Regions from separate parts of the Sus scrofa genome. Here region 2 is linked to region 1. The links are chromatin contacts, called in public Hi-C maps. All regions are on one chromosome and are shown on one strand. Each heading gives the region's core, a stretch centred on a gene start, on an enhancer-like site or on the middle of the called end of the contact. The rest is flanking DNA. Distances are from core to core; before and after follow the strand shown.

Evidence for each region. Hi-C and Micro-C count contacts between places; a contact is called where the count stands out from the background.
Region 2: a contact with region 1 is called in a Hi-C map of skeletal muscle, with 3 times the contacts expected there. The contact joins the promoter of ARL6IP1 here to the promoter of SYT17 in region 1. A contact is called at or near these places in 3 of 47 Hi-C or Micro-C datasets (epiblast stem cells, heart right ventricle and skeletal muscle).

What each region holds. Positions count from the first base shown.
Region 1 is chr3:26,442,597-26,449,942 of Sscrofa11.1, reverse strand. SYT17 (synaptotagmin-17) reads right to left here and starts at 2,640. Exons shown (of 12, transcript XM_021086545.1): 1 at 2,208-2,640. The coding sequence starts at 2,222.
Region 2 is chr3:26,756,946-26,764,673 of Sscrofa11.1, reverse strand. ARL6IP1 (ADP ribosylation factor like GTPase 6 interacting protein 1) reads right to left here and starts at 4,029. Exons shown (of 6, transcript NM_001244213.1): 1 at 3,915-4,029; 2 at 1,007-1,140; 3 at 1-92. The coding sequence starts at 3,950. It overlaps SMG1 (serine/threonine-protein kinase SMG1), which reads right to left. Exons shown (of 63, transcript XM_021086548.1): 63 at 6,406-7,728.

The DNA of each region.
Region 1 (7,346 bases), core at 1,391-3,890:
TTAGGATAAAGTGATGCTTTTTCACAACGATCCAGGTTCACAGGGAGGCATTTCTTATTCGGTGACCAAAAGAGAACCCCTTTTAAGACCATGCATGATGAGCAGAGATAAGGCCACCTCAGGGACCCCTGAGTGAAGAACAACCACGCAGCTTTCTCAAGGCTCAGGTGCAAAGTGAGTGTCTGGGAGCAAAGAGAAACCAAGAAAGATGAAGAAAGAGGAAAGAGAAGACGCTCCGTCACTCCCAGGCGTGCCAAGACTCTTTGGGACTCGGTTCATGTGTTTGACACAATGGAGGAGAACTGATTCCAGCCAGGGAAAAAAAGAGAGAGAGAAAGAAGGAGAACCCAGATATTCTAAAACATGTGTGCAAAACCATGGCTCACAGGTCAAATCCAGCCTGCAGCTTGTTTTCCTACAGCCCTCCAGCTAAGAATGGTTTGTACCTCTTTAAATGGTTGAAGAAAAAAAAAAAGCAGAGATGATTAATACTTTGCGAATCAGACAAAATATACATAATTCAACTTCAGTGTCCACAAATAAAGTTTTATTTAAACACAGCCATGTCCATTCATTGACTATTGTCTATGAAACTGTTTAGGGCCACGGTCAAGAAGTAAATAGGAATGACACAGACCATGCAGCCCTCAAAGAAAAAAATGTATTTACTACCTGGTCTTTTACAGAAAAAGTTAACACCTTGTTCTAGAAGAAAAGTCAACATCATCGGGCCATCCTCATATCAGCTGCGTAACAAATGCCCCCCTGATCCCCGCCATCTCCCCTTTTCGCTTCCATGTCCCCTAAGCACCTGTGTGGCCTTGGGCAAAGCATTTCACTTCTCTGTGCTGAAGCCTGTTCTTTTTTTTTTTTTTTCTTTTTCTTTTTGGCCACATCCACAGCCTGTGGAAGTTGCCAGGCCAGAAATCGAACCCCCACCACAGCAGCAACCCGTGCCTCAGAAGTGACAATGCCAGATCCTTAACCCTCTGAGCCACAAGGGAACTCACAGACAGCAGTTCTAACAGGGTTCATCTCTCATTGGATTATGCCTTCAGAGGGACAGGGACCGTGCTGTTTCCTGGCTGTGTGTGGTCACCCAAGTGTTTGCTGAGCCACTGTTGAATAGTCATCCCTCCCAACAACAGCCACACAGTAGGTGAACAGTATATGTGACCTTCGCTAAACTTGAAAAGATGACCTAGGGATTCGGTGAAAGGTAAGTCCGTGGAGCGAATCTAAGCCAGGAGAGGGATGGGGAGGCCAGAGCCAGGTGGCAGAGGACAGAGTTCCTGGCAGCTGGAAAAGTCTAAGGACAAGATGAGGGGAGATGTGGGCCAAAGAGGAAGGAGGGGACCAGCAGCCCCCCAGCTGTAACCAAGGGGCGAAGAGAGTCCAGATGGACCTTGAATGTGGGAGCCTGTAGGTTTCTCTGCCAGGCGTAGAGGACCCAATCTCAGAAGCAAGCAGCTCCAGCGGGTCTGACAGCGGTGACCTTGGCGCTGACACGTCGCCACTTCCCCCCTTGTATTGAGGCAAAAGGTCTCTTAGTCCGCAGCCCCCCAAAAGGGGCACTTGGAAATTATTTCTGCCTAAGGATGCTTGGGGGGTGTCCCCCAGATGATGGGGATCCACAACTCCCAAGACCCCAAGGCAACGGCCTAAAGTAATCGGCTGCCCCCCCCAACACAACCAGCGTGCCTCTGCTGTGTCCCCACCCCTCAGCACCCAGTGACCGGGAGAGACGACGTCCTCGTCCCTCCTGGCCGGAACAGCTGCCTCAGGCTCGCTCCGCCGGCCAATTAGCCGGAGCCGTCACCAAGGCAACGGCAGCTGGCGGGCCGGGTGGCTGGCGCGCCCCGGGCCGCCCTCCCCGCGGCCCCTCCCCTGGGGTGGGGTGCGCCAGGGGAGGGATGGGGGAAGGGGGGTAAAGTCCGCCCCACCCCCCCATTCCCAACCCAGGAGGCGAGGGCGCGCGTGCCGAGTCCACTTGGGGCCCTTCGCGCCGGGGTGTGGGGGTCCCCAGCCTCTTCTCCTGGGGCGCACCCCCGCTGCTACACAGGTTGCCCGCGCTCGGGCACCCTTTTTCTCCAGGCAAGTTTGTGGCAGCCCAGCCGTGTGCCCTCCCTTCCACGCGCTCACAGCCGGAGGGGGCGCGGCACCCCCCCACCCACACCGCGGACCTGGCCCCCCGGCCTCAGCCCTACCTGGATGTACGCCATTTTCGCCCGCGCGCACTCACTCCGGCCCGGGCATGGCGCCGCCACGGCCACTTTGCCCTCGCCAACCGGGGAGAGGGGAGAAAGCAAAGGGGAAGAAGAAGAAAAAGGCAGCCGGGTGGCCCCAGACGTGACTGGCGTGGCTGATGAGCGGCGCCCGCCCCTCTGCCGGCCGCCCCGTCCTTGCCTTCCCCTGCGTTCTGGCTCCTGGAGTCGGGGCCGCCTCCCAGGTTGGGAAAGCTCGGGCGCCCAGGGTCCCCGCCTCGGCCTCCCTCGCGGTCCCGCACTCCCCCCGAGGCGCTGCCCAGGCTGGATTAAGGCCGGAGCGCCTGAGGAGGGAGCCCGGGGCAGCCGCGGGGACTGCAGCGACCCCGGCGCAGGCGGGGCCGGAGACGCTGGGGCCCGTGCGCGCCAGAGGCGGGGGAGGGGACCGGGATGGGGAAGAGGGTGGGAGGGGGCGGTGCGCAGGTCAGTCCATCCGGTCGGCACCGGGGCTGGCACCTACCGAGAGCAGGGCCCCCGGGGCAGCCGTGAAGCTGAAAGGGCACGGTCCAGCCCGCCGTGGAGTCTAGAGCTGGGAGGGTCCTCCCCAACCAGCCCTCTCCCAGACCAGGTTGGAAAAACTTTATTCCCGCCCCACCCGACGCGCCTAGAACTGCTGCGGTGAGGCAGTTCTAAACGAATGGGAACCTCAAGATAACGTGGGGCCTAGGGCGCCCCCAGAGAGGTGCCGCAGCCCGGCGGCAGGGGCGCGCGGCAAGATCGGAGCGTCCCTTTACCCTAAATCTATCTGCCCGACTTGCGCCCAGGGCGCAACAGGTCTGGCGCGGGGCGGCCCAGCAGCGCCACCCAGCGTCGCGCCCCGCGTACTGCGCGTCTCTGCCCGCTCGAAGCTCCGCGTCGGAGAGCGTGCGCCCCCGGGGCGTGTCCACCCGATTGCCATCCTGGCTGCCCGCCCGCGTGGCTGGATCGTCCCGGGGCCTGGAGGCCTGCCCCCGAACCGGTCCTCGCACCCCAAGACCACAGAGTTGGGGCTGGCTATCCACTGAGGGATGTGGGATGGAACCTTGCCCTGCGCCGGTTCTCTTTTTAAAACGCTGTGGTATCGCCAGTTGCCAGTCACCAGTTTGCCAACCTTTTAACCTCCAGCGCTTGTCTTTTCATCAGTAAAAAATGCATAAAACCTCTGCCCTGCCCATCCTCCGGGGCTGTTTTGTGGGCGTGAAAGGGGAAATGAATGTGAAAGTCATACACGAAAGATGTACCATACATCCGTATAAACATTTTGTGTAAATATCTAGCATACATATACATTTCTAAGTGTGATACAATATTTCATTTGTAGCGCGTGGCATGTAACACATGTGAGCAGTTATGATTTCGCAGGCATGTGCTCAGTCCTTCACAGGCGTTACTTCATTTTGTCCTCCACCTTCCTCCCTTCTGTATCTCCAGGTAGGTGCCTGACCAGCATGGGCACTCAGTAAATGTTTTTGGCATCGCGCTGGAGAAAACCATACTTTAAAAAGACACATGGACCTCAGTGTTCATTTGCAGCCCTATTCGCAGTAGCCAAGACATGGAACCAACGTATAAGGGCCATCACCAGAGGAATGGATCAAGAAGATGTGAGACACACCCAGTGAAATTCTGCTCCACCATAAAAAAGAATGAAATAATGCCTTGTACAGCCACATGGATGGGCCAAGAGATTACCATACTAAGTGGAGTTAGACAATGAAAGACAGACATCCTATGATATCACCTGTATGTGGAGGAAAAAAAGGATACAAATGAACTTATTTGCACCACAGAAACAGACTCACAGACTTTGAAAACAAACTTGTGGCGACCAAAGGGGACAGGTTGGGGGGGGTGGACAGGGGTTTGGGGACTGGCATGTGGACCCTGAGGTATATGGAATGACCAGCCAACAGGGACCTCCTGTATAGCACAGGGAACTCTATCCGATCGATATTCTGTGACAATCCATGTGGGAAAAGAGTCTGAAAGAGAATGGGTGTGTGTCCATGTAAAACCAGATCACTTTGTTGTACAGTGGAAATCACGACATTTTAAATCAACTACACTTCTCCCGTGAGGCTCAGAGAAGGCTTCTTGAGGGGTGACCTTTCCAAAGAACTGAAGATAAGGAGAAGATTCTTCTAGACCCAGTGGTGCTTCATGGGGTGGGGGGGAGAGCACGGTCTTAGAAATCGTAAAGTTACATCTCCATGCTCACTTATCTGGGACTTGGTCACCAAGAGAAATCATATGTGTATTCCCATCGCATTACAGTTGCTGCATATAGCTTGACATTTCATTTACGCGCTTTACTGCTTGAAAATTGCACATTAGGCTCCGCCCACTAAATTTTCTATTTAATGTATTAAGGAAGAAGTATATATGTTATTACCATATTTAAATTTAAATTGCTTTTAGTGTTTTCGATAATGTGTATCAATCTATTAGAACTTCATTATAATTCTATGTATCCTACTGTATGATTGCAAAGACATTATTCTGGAGTTCCCATCAGTGCACAGTGGAAACGAAGCCAACTAGTATCCACGAGGACGCAGGTTCGATCCCTAGCCTCGCTCTGTGGGTTAAGGATCCGGCATTGCTGTGAGCTGTGGTGTAGGTTGCAGATGCGGCTTGGATCTGGTGTTGCTGTGGCTGTGGTATAGGCTGGCAGCAATAGCTCCGATTCAACCCCTAGCCTGGGAACCTCCATATGCCACAGGAGCTGCCCCCAAAAAGCAATAAGCAAAAAAAGAAAAAGAAAAGATATTATTCTGAGGTGGGGTCTAGAGGCTTCCACAGACTAGTAGAAGGTCCATGGAAGAGAAAGGGTTAAGAACCCCTGGAGGGAGCATGCGCATTAGCTTAGAGCTGAGAGTGGGAACTCCAGGTAGGTGTCTAGGAGAGGGTGGTGCCAGGTGAGGTTTAACAGGTAGGAGGGGCCGAATGCCCCCCCAGTTTCCTTGGTTACCCCATAGAAAAGCAGGTCAGGCTGAGAAAGATTTTGATGTGTGTGTGTGTGTGTGTCTGTGTGTCTGTGTGTCTGTGTATCTGTCTGTCTGCCTTTGGGTGGGGAGCAGACAAGCCTGAAGCAGGGAGGATGCTGCAGCAGTCCAGGTAAGAAGAGATGTGAGACTGAACCAAGGTCAAGGCAATGACTCCATGGCTGGACCTGAATAAGCAGTGATGACAGGGGAGGCTGGCTGAGGGCAGGGTTGCTGCGGGAGGAGATGGGGTTCTGTGTTTGGGAACCCTCCGACATGTATTGTCTAGGGCTCCTAAAAAAAAGTCAGTTCCATCCAGTGAGCAGAAAAGAGCCGACGGGCTCATTCACCTGCAAGACCAAGGGCGAATTCCATAGTCGTGGCTGGATTTAGGGATGCAATGAAGTCCTGAGGACTCTTTCCGCATCTCTCTCTCCTTCACGGCTTTTCCCTCTGAACACTGGATTCTTCCCCCCTGAAGTAGGTTTGCTTCATGTGGCAGAAAAATGGCCACTCGTGTCTTGAGCTTATAGTTTAAACGTTGACCCTCCAAATGGAAAAGAAACTTTGTATGACATCCTAGGGAACAATTCTAATTGGTCCCGATGAGGTCATGTGCCTACCTCTGGACTAAGCACTATGTCCCGAGGACCCAGCGCTTTGCTTGAGTCAGCCTGGACCGGACGACCAGACATGCCCCACAAGGACGGGGCTGGGGGGTGGGGAAGGCAGCAGGGAGCATTTCTCTAAGAATGAGATTCCTGGGCGCTCCTGCCGTGGCTCAGTGGTAAGGAATCTGACTAGGATCCATGAGGATGTGGGTTTGATCCCTGGCCTTGCTCAGTGGGTTAAGGATCTGGCATTACTGTGAGCTGTGGTGTAGGTCACAGACGAAACTCAGATCTGGCATTGCTGTACCTGTGGCATAGGCCGGCAGCTGCAACTTCGATATGACCCCAGGCCGAAAACTTCCATATGCTGTGGGAGCGACCCTAAAAAAAATTTTTTTTTAATTAAAAAAAAAAAGAGAGAGAGAAAAGACATGGCAGTGGAACACTCAGATGGAGATGCCCAATACGCAGGTTGGATGGTTCCAGAATGTGGCCCCTCCTAACACAAAAAGGCACTCAGAGTTGAAAGAGAGGAATTGAGGCTTCAGTCACCTCCTGGTGGCCCTCCTGGGCTCATCTCAGTCTACAGCATCTAAAAGGAACCCGGGAATTCCCATTGTGGCTCAGTGGAAACGAATCTGACTAGTGTCCCTGAGGATCTGGGTTCCATCCCTGGCCTCGCTCTGTGGTCGGGACCCAGGGTTGCTGAGAGCTGTGGTGTAGGTCTTGGTCATAGCCCGGATCTGGTGTTGCGGTGGCCGTGGTGTAGGCTAGTGGATATAGCTCCTATTTGACCCCTAGCCTGGGAACCTCCACATGCCAAGGGGGCGGCCCTAAAAAGCAAAAAATAAAAAAATAAAAACTAAAAGGAACCTGGCCTCTCCCCTTCTCCCCTCAGAGACCCAGATGGCAGACACAGACTCCCAGTCTCATAATAATGGTTTCTCTTCAGGATCCCTTAAAAAGGTAGGGCGTTCCCTTCGTAGCGCAGCAGAAAAGAATCCGACTAGGAACCTTGAGGTTGCGGGTTCCATCCCTGGCCTCGCTCAGTGAGTTAAGGATCCGGCATTGCTTTGAGCTATGGTATAGGTCTCAGACTTGACTCGGATCCCGTGTTGCTGTGGTTAGGCCAGCAGCTACAAGCCCAATTGGACCCCTAGCCTGGGAACCTCCATATGCCACACCTGCAGTCCTAAAAAGAAAAAACAAAACAAACAAACAAACAAAAAAAAAGGTAGTTAGATGTGGCAATGGAAACCACAGACCCCAGGATACCTATTACAATTAAAAACACCAAGATGTTGAAAATTCAGTTGCTCTGGGGGTGATTTGAATTACTTTTTTTATGCCTGGGGTTCCATCTGACTGTCTGCCCTGAGAGTGCAAGGTGCCCATTTTTTGATATTGTGGTACCTTGTTAACATTGATTATGACTTTGATAATAAATACCAGTTCCCAAAAGAAAGAAAAGGAAAAACAAACAAACAAAAAAACCCGCCAGAAGTGGA
Region 2 (7,728 bases), core at 2,780-5,279, 310 kb before region 1:
CTAGAATGGGAACCAGGTAGTCAGCCAAGCACAAAAACATCACAAAACAGGAAACACCGGACAGAACAGATGGATCTAGATAGTAGATAGTCCTGTTTAAAAAAAAAAAAAAAAAGAAAGGTTATAAAAACATATTATTCCTAGCTGAAGATGTTTATTCATCCAGACCTCTGCTTCTCAAAGAGATTATCTGCCCTTTCCATTCTAATTTTCTCACAAGTGGTTTTCCGGAAGCTTCATGACATGATGACATCAGAGCTGCAAGGGTTCATGTAAACATCAAGAGACAAAAGCTTTTCGGGGTACTCAATACTTTTTAGGAGCATAAAGGCTCTTAAGGCCCAAAGTTTAAGCCATAGATTTAAAAAAAAATTTTGTTGTTGTTGTTGTCTTTTGTCCTTTTAGGGCCACACCCATGGCATATGGAAGGTCCAAGGCTAGGGGTCTATCTAATCGGAGCTGTAGCCGCTGGGCTACACCACAGCCACAGCCACGCCAGATCCGAGCTGCATCTGTGACCTACACCACAGCTCATGGCAATGCCGGATTCTCAATCCACTGAGTGAGGCCTGGGATCGAACCTGCAACCTCATGGTTCCTAGTTGGATTCATTTCCACTGCACCACAATGGGAACTCCCTCAAAAAAATTTTTACTCAAAGTATAGTTGATTTGCAATGTTCCGTCAATTTCTGCTGTGCAACAAAGTGACCCAGGCATATATACATACAAAACATTCTTTTCCTCATGTTATCTTCTGTCATGTTCCATCACAAGTGATTGGATATAGTTCCCTGTGCTGTACAGCAGGACCTAGATTTATTTCACTGCATTGGGTTACGGAGCTTACAAAAGTACTACAAATTCTGGAAACCAGGCCTGCGGTTCTAAGAAAAGGCATTCTTCACAGATTATACATTACAAAAGACTTCAGGCACTTGCATAAATGGAACTGGAGTCTTTATTAGTAACAAGCACAATCCACAGTAATTTAATATCTCACTTACAGAAACACCAAAGAAACCACGCCCATGATGGCAGGTGGAAACCAGGCTCTTTCCCATCGGAGGACTTTATCTGCCATCAGCATCACTTCTCCCCATCCCTGCAGCTGCTCTTCCAGATTTGCAGTCTCTGCAGCCTACATATGAGCAACATTTAAAGGGATTATTTTACTAATCTCCATATTTTCGTGGCTCCTAGAGAGTTAAATTCTTCTAAGGCACCAAGCATGTAAAAGAGCTCTTATAAATCACTATGGTTTTTTTGGCTTTTCAGGACCACAGTCATGGCATACGGAGGTTCCCAGGCTAGGGGTCGAATCAGAGCTGCAGCCACTGGCCTAGGCCACAGCCACAGCAATGTGGAATCCGAGCTGCATCTGTGACCTATACCACAGCTCACAGCAACACTGGATCCAAAACCCACTGAATGAGGCCAGGGATCGAACCAGCGTCCACATGGATACTAGTTGGACTCATTACCACTGAGCCACAATGGGAACTTCCACAAATCACTATCTTAAACAAGTTAGTCTTTAAAAAAAACTCTGCAGTTTTGATACCAAAGCCAGAAATTACGGGGGAAAAATTATCACTTAATGGTCACCTTCCAACTCTAAGCACTGGGCTATTCTTTATGTACATAATAACCCGTATAGAACCTCATAAAATAAGGATAATTAGATCCATTTTACAGTAAAAAGAAAGTGAGCTCAGAACGGTTGCTTTCCAAATTCTCTTGTGGTGCATCGAGTTAAGGCATTGTCACTGCAGTGGCTTTGGTTGCTGCTGTCGTGTGGGTTCAATCCTTGGCCTGGCCCGGGAACTTCCATACACAGGAGGGCACAGCCAAAAAAAAAAAAAAAAAGTTGCTTTCCCAAAGTCATGTCCTACTAAGTGGCAGCTTTCTGAAAATGAAATTACATCACTTTAAGTTTGCTCATTTCAGGTGGTTACAACTAATTTGTTGTTTCATTTCACTGACTTAACCCCCTACTTCTGAATCCATTAGGAAAGCCTCTTCCTGAAGAGCGGTTTCCAAAACAGCTCTCTGTATAATGGAATCATTTAGATGTTGGCATCATCTGCACAATTAGGAAAACTACGGGTGCTTTCACCAAATTATATGAGGCACAGTAAGCCCAATTTACCTCAATAAAATGCTTCTGACACTTAGCAGACATTGTGGTTAGACTTTAAATTTCTCTGCAAATCTGACAATCACCTGCAAGGAAACTTCTAGGATGAAGCCAATGTGACAAAAAGCCTTTAAACTGATTCTGGTAGAGGAAAAAAAAAAAAATTGGAAGAAACCCATGTATCCTTATGACTGTTATTATAGGGAGACAGGCAAATGATAGGAGACAGTGCCGCTTAACCTTGTTGAAGATGACATCTGTGGAGTTCCTGTCGTGGCTCAGCAGAAACGAATCTGACTAGTATCCGTGAGGACGCAGGTTTGATCCCTGGCCTTGCTCAGTGGGTTTAGGATCCAACACTGCTAAGAGCTGTGGTGTAGGTTGCAGACTTGGCTTGGATCTGATGTTGCTGTGGCTGTGGTGTAGCCTAGCCTGGGAACCTCCATAGGCCATGGGGGCAGCCCTAAAAAGAAAAAAAAAAAAAAAAAAAAATGCTGTGCCACACTGATCACTTAGGTGGAACCTCAATATTTCTGACTTTATATACTATGTTTAATAAGTTAAAAAAGATTATCATGTGCCAGAAACTCTGCTAAATGTTTTCTGTGTTTATATTTTAATCATTTCTCGTAACAAACTGAAAGGAAGATGTTATTATTTTCATTTTATAGATAAGGACACTGAGATACACAGAGGTTAACAGATCTGAATCTGGCAAATCCAAGGCCAAAGGCCTGTCCTTAAAGCCACACTGCTCTGCAGAGAGAGCAGCAGAGCAGAGCCCATATCGGTTGTCTCAACAGCTGTGTAAACTTGGGCAACTTCTTTGTGCTACAATCAATTCTTAAAACGAAGCTGGCTGGGGCTAACTAGGCTTACCACAGAGAAGAGGTTTTTGCTGTGTGTGTGTCATGGGGCAGAGGTCATACGTTTCTAAAAATCAATGCAAAACGAAAATCATGCACAATCAAAACTGCCCTGCAAAGTCACTTAATTCATTAGCACTCTCCCTGGGGAAAATGCAACGTAGAAAATGGACTGATCCTTCCTTCCCTTTTGCCTAGATCCTGCGTGATTCTCAGTGAGGTTAAAATTGTCTGCCTGTGATAGAACCTCACTGCATTTCCTTTAGACCCCTGCTTACTCGAAAGTCCTCCCGTGACCCTCCCCCTTCCCCAAAGGTTTATCAGTTACAGACTAACGCCGAGACCTCCCATAGTCCTTCCGGCTGGACTCTTACTTTCGGTTCCCAGCGGTGAGTTTGCAGCCTCGCTGCCGTGTTAAGCTGTGCCAGCTCTAACAAATTATCGGCAGCAACCCTTTGACCCTCAACCCCTGACCAAATACTGGGGAAAAGGGCGAAAGGATGTCCTGCTTAAGATGAAAGAGGGAAAACCCGGATACCGCTGGGGCCTGGGCCCCCCGAAGCACTCGACAGGGCACTCGCGGCCCTCAGCCAGTGACTGCACCCCAGGCGGGTCCCAGCCCCTCTTCTCTCGCTTCCTCCTCAACCTCTATTCGCGGTGAATGATCACGCGCCCTCGCTCCGTCGCGAACCGTCCCCAAGGGATGTTAGGCGTGGACACGACTAGTGACCGCCAAGCAAGGCTCACCCACGACATCCAAAGGGCAGGAGTCGTCGCCTGCACCTGGGCACCGGGAGAGGAGGCCGGGCCCGCGGCAGGTGATAGGAACGAAGCCGCAGCGCCGTCCCATGGAGCCTAATATCCAGAAACCCAGCGCATTTCCCTCACGACGAAGCCGCCAGGACTCACCAGCAGATTGGTGCTGCGATTATCTCCCTCTGCCATCGTCCCTGAGGTGTCGTCTCTAGGAGCGAAAGACGCCACAAAACCAAGAGCTCTCTCGAACCCCTTAAGGCTACCCTGGCATCAGGGTACGCCCCGCAAGCCGCTTATATAGGCTGGATGCCTTTCCCGACAGACCCCGCGAAGCTCGCTCCTCATTGGGCAAATCAAGATGAAGCTGAAGCCGGGGCGGCCAACCGCTGTCCAGCGCATGTCTTGAAACCGAGGTCAAAGGAGAGTGAGAACGCCGGGGCCGAGGAGGCGGGGACACTGAATGACCAATCAGCGCCCAGGAGGTGTGCGACGCCCCGCCCAGGCCTTTCAGAAGCGGTTGAACGGCCGCTGCCCGGGGCCTGGTGTGGCCTCAGTATCCCCGGGGCCTGTGGGAACCGTAGCTCTCGGACGCTCTTTCAGGGGGACCTCAAAGCAGCCAAGGAGACTCTCCGGAATTAGTCCTCGAGGAAATATGCCACCCAGTATCAGGCGGAAGGCAGAGGTGGTCATGTGACGCTAACTTCATTGTGATTAAGGGGGCCGGCTGGGATCCTCTTAACAGAAGCAGCCTGTGGCCCTCGCCCCAGCTGTTCCCCGTCGGCCCCGCCTTCTGATCCCTGCTCCCGCAGCCTTGAGCAGTTTAGCCTGGATTTATGACTCGTGCCCATCTCGTGAGGTTTCGCGGACAAATGAATAGGGCTATTTATGTAGATTTTTTTTCCGCAATGTTACTCCCCTTTAAGGCCTTAGTTTGATGGGGGTAGGAGAAAATCTTGGCGTAGTTCGACAACTTGTGAAAAATGCATTGACTTAAAAAAATCGGCTTGTTTATATAGGGTGTTTGGGGAAATTCTTTGTGGGGTAAACTACGAACTCCCTCTCCAAAAAGGGACTTGTTTTGACAGATCTTTTTACATTAGAGGTCATGCTAAGGAAAGATGTCAACTCTCTCATAAGGGTGGAATGAATTGGAATTTAAGAAGCAGATGAATGCCAGGGGAGCGGCCAAACAAAAACAAAAACTAGATGAGCTGTGTTGAGAAATCTTTTCTCTCCAGGACTTCACAAAAATGTATTTAAAAAATGCTTTCATTTTCATTGCTCGAAATATGCTAAATGTTGACCTGGTCAGATGTCTTTTTGAGGAAAACTTAGCATAGCTTTTAACTTTTTATAGTCTTCTATATTATGCCATCGTTTGTTTTTGGGTTTTTTTGGTATCTCATGTGGCATTTTTTTATTATACTATTAACCAATTGTGTTTTTTTTTTCCCCGCTGTACAGCATGGGGACCAAGTTACACTTACATGTATACATTTTTTTCCACCCTTTGTTCTGTTGTGATATAAGAATGTAAGTTTCTTTTTTTACTGTGAAAAAAAATAAAGCATCTGATCAGGTATAAACACTTGGAGGGAGATTAAAAAAAAAAAAAAAGCCTCTGCAAGGGAAGGGGACTGACTCTTCAGTAAAGTTCCACTTAGGGAAATGTTGGGGAGAAAAACAGGTTATGCAGGTAAAATGCAGCCAGTTGATATATCCCATTTGGGGAGATTTTAGTTGGAGTTTGAAGAGTAGGCCCTTCCCTACCTCTTCAAAAGAAAATCAGAAGGTCGCAAACAGCGAGCAACCAACCACGTGATGAATATAGAGAGTACTGAATGCAAAACAGTACTTTAGGTACAGTAACATCCACTTCCGAAGAAGAGGGCATCAGTTACTAGAGTTTAAAAACTGCCATTTGTACATTGGGAAATCAGCTTTTGCTACAGAGTGCGCCTGGTTTTTATCCAAGTTCCCTGTGTACAACTTCAGAAGAGACTTCTCTTTCAACAGCAGCTTGTGCAATTCAAGTAGGTGAAAACTGAAGGATCTGCTTTCAAACAGCACAGATTCTCCACAGAGTATCTCTTACTCAAGGAATGTGTTCCCAGACCTAACCAGCAACTTAACACCGAGCACTGGTGGAAGGTCTTTAACTAAAATTCCAGTCGCCCTAATAAGAACAAAAAACACCTACACTTAGCATGGCTTTCTTGGATGGAGCCTTTTGCCCCATTTTGTACAATAAAGGCAAGACAGAATCTTTTGAAACATGTTGGATGACTAAACAGTTAACATAAATCTTCCTAACATAATCCAACAAATGCAATCTTATTTCCAGATATTAAAACAGGTTGGCCATTTCGTTTTCCTTCATAGCTTTCATACACCAGGGAACATAAATGTGAGTAACATTCCACAGGAGTTCTTATTTAAAGATTTACAAAATTAAGCTTAATTGTGCCTTAATACTAAGAACTTAATCATGGAAGTAAAATTTCCACTGCTAATTCAAAAGTACTATTAAACTCTGAGGGTAAAATATATTTGAGAATTAAGTTTTAAAAAAAACCTTCTGGATTAACGCTTTTTAAAAAATTATTCATATTCCAAAATTAATTTTTCTGGAAACTTCGATAAATCAGAGCTTAAATCTTTTAAAACTTTATTTTTTGAAAAACAGGTATTTCATACAATCTTTGCCATGTTAATGCAAATATGCACAAAGTAGGCATGTATTTTGTTTTCCAAAAAATGCATTATGAATATTTTCAGGAAGCTGGTGTGTTTTATTCAACTTTTAATCTTAAATACAATCACAAAATTATATCCATCAGGAGGCCTTACAAACCATTTGTACAGAGAAGCCATTTTATTTATACAATGTTACTAGAACAAGGAAGATTCAGTTCAACTCAATTTGCTCTTAGAATAAAGGGTAAATAAACAAGTGAATGATGTTGCCACTGACATTACAGGTGGAAATATAAGGAAAATTTAAACAAGAAAATAACTGACACAAGAACTTTAAACAGGAGTTGAAACTTGTACTGTCAGGAAAAGAAAAAAAAAATCAGCCTGTTTTGAAAGAAAAACATTCTGCAAGTTTCTGCATTTCAGAACAACATTCAGTTCCTTAAGTTTACCATCTTCAAAAGCTGAGCTAATTCTAATTGTATGGCACTTTTGCATTAGCACAACAAACAGCTTTTCCTTAGTAAGCCCAGTCAAATTCCCTTGGAAAGAAAGAGACTACATGGTTCATGTTGTACAACTAACCCTTGAACCTATAAAGCTTCTCTCAATTGAAGTCCATTTGCCCTTATGTAAAGAATGGTGATATTGTTACCCAGGCCTAAAAAAGCAGGAAAAGTGCAACAAACCCTTCTGGGTTTAGAACAGTGAATTTCCTTCCCCAGTGTATGGAAAATTTGTAATGCTAGCTAGGTTTTCCCACAGGAGGACTCTCTCTAATAGAACCCAAATATTGAAAAAAAATCTGCCTTCTTTAAAAGGGACCCCCTTCCTTTAACATAGTTGGCCTCCTGGATTTGAGGAAAGGTCCTAGCTCTAAATTACTGGCATTTTTACAAGGCAAGATACAGAATGGAAGGTCATTGGTTTTCATATTCATCTGATTTTTATATAAAAACAAAGATACTTAAATGTGCTAACAGAAAAGCATTCACTGATTCTTGATGCATATGAATAGAACTAACAAGCTAATTTGTAGGTGCCTTCTTAAATATGAAAAGAATTGGGAGAAAAGAAGAACCAGCTCCTTTGATTTTAGTACTGCCACAACCAGTAAGCCCCCAAAGTAATTACAAATATGTGGAGGAAAATAGGCCAGGAAGACTTTTTAAAGTACTGCCTATATCACCCCAGATTTAAAAGGACCTAAGATTGCACATCAACTCTAATATTTGGCTGTACTTGCATTGCCCTGCTTGGCATTTTTTAA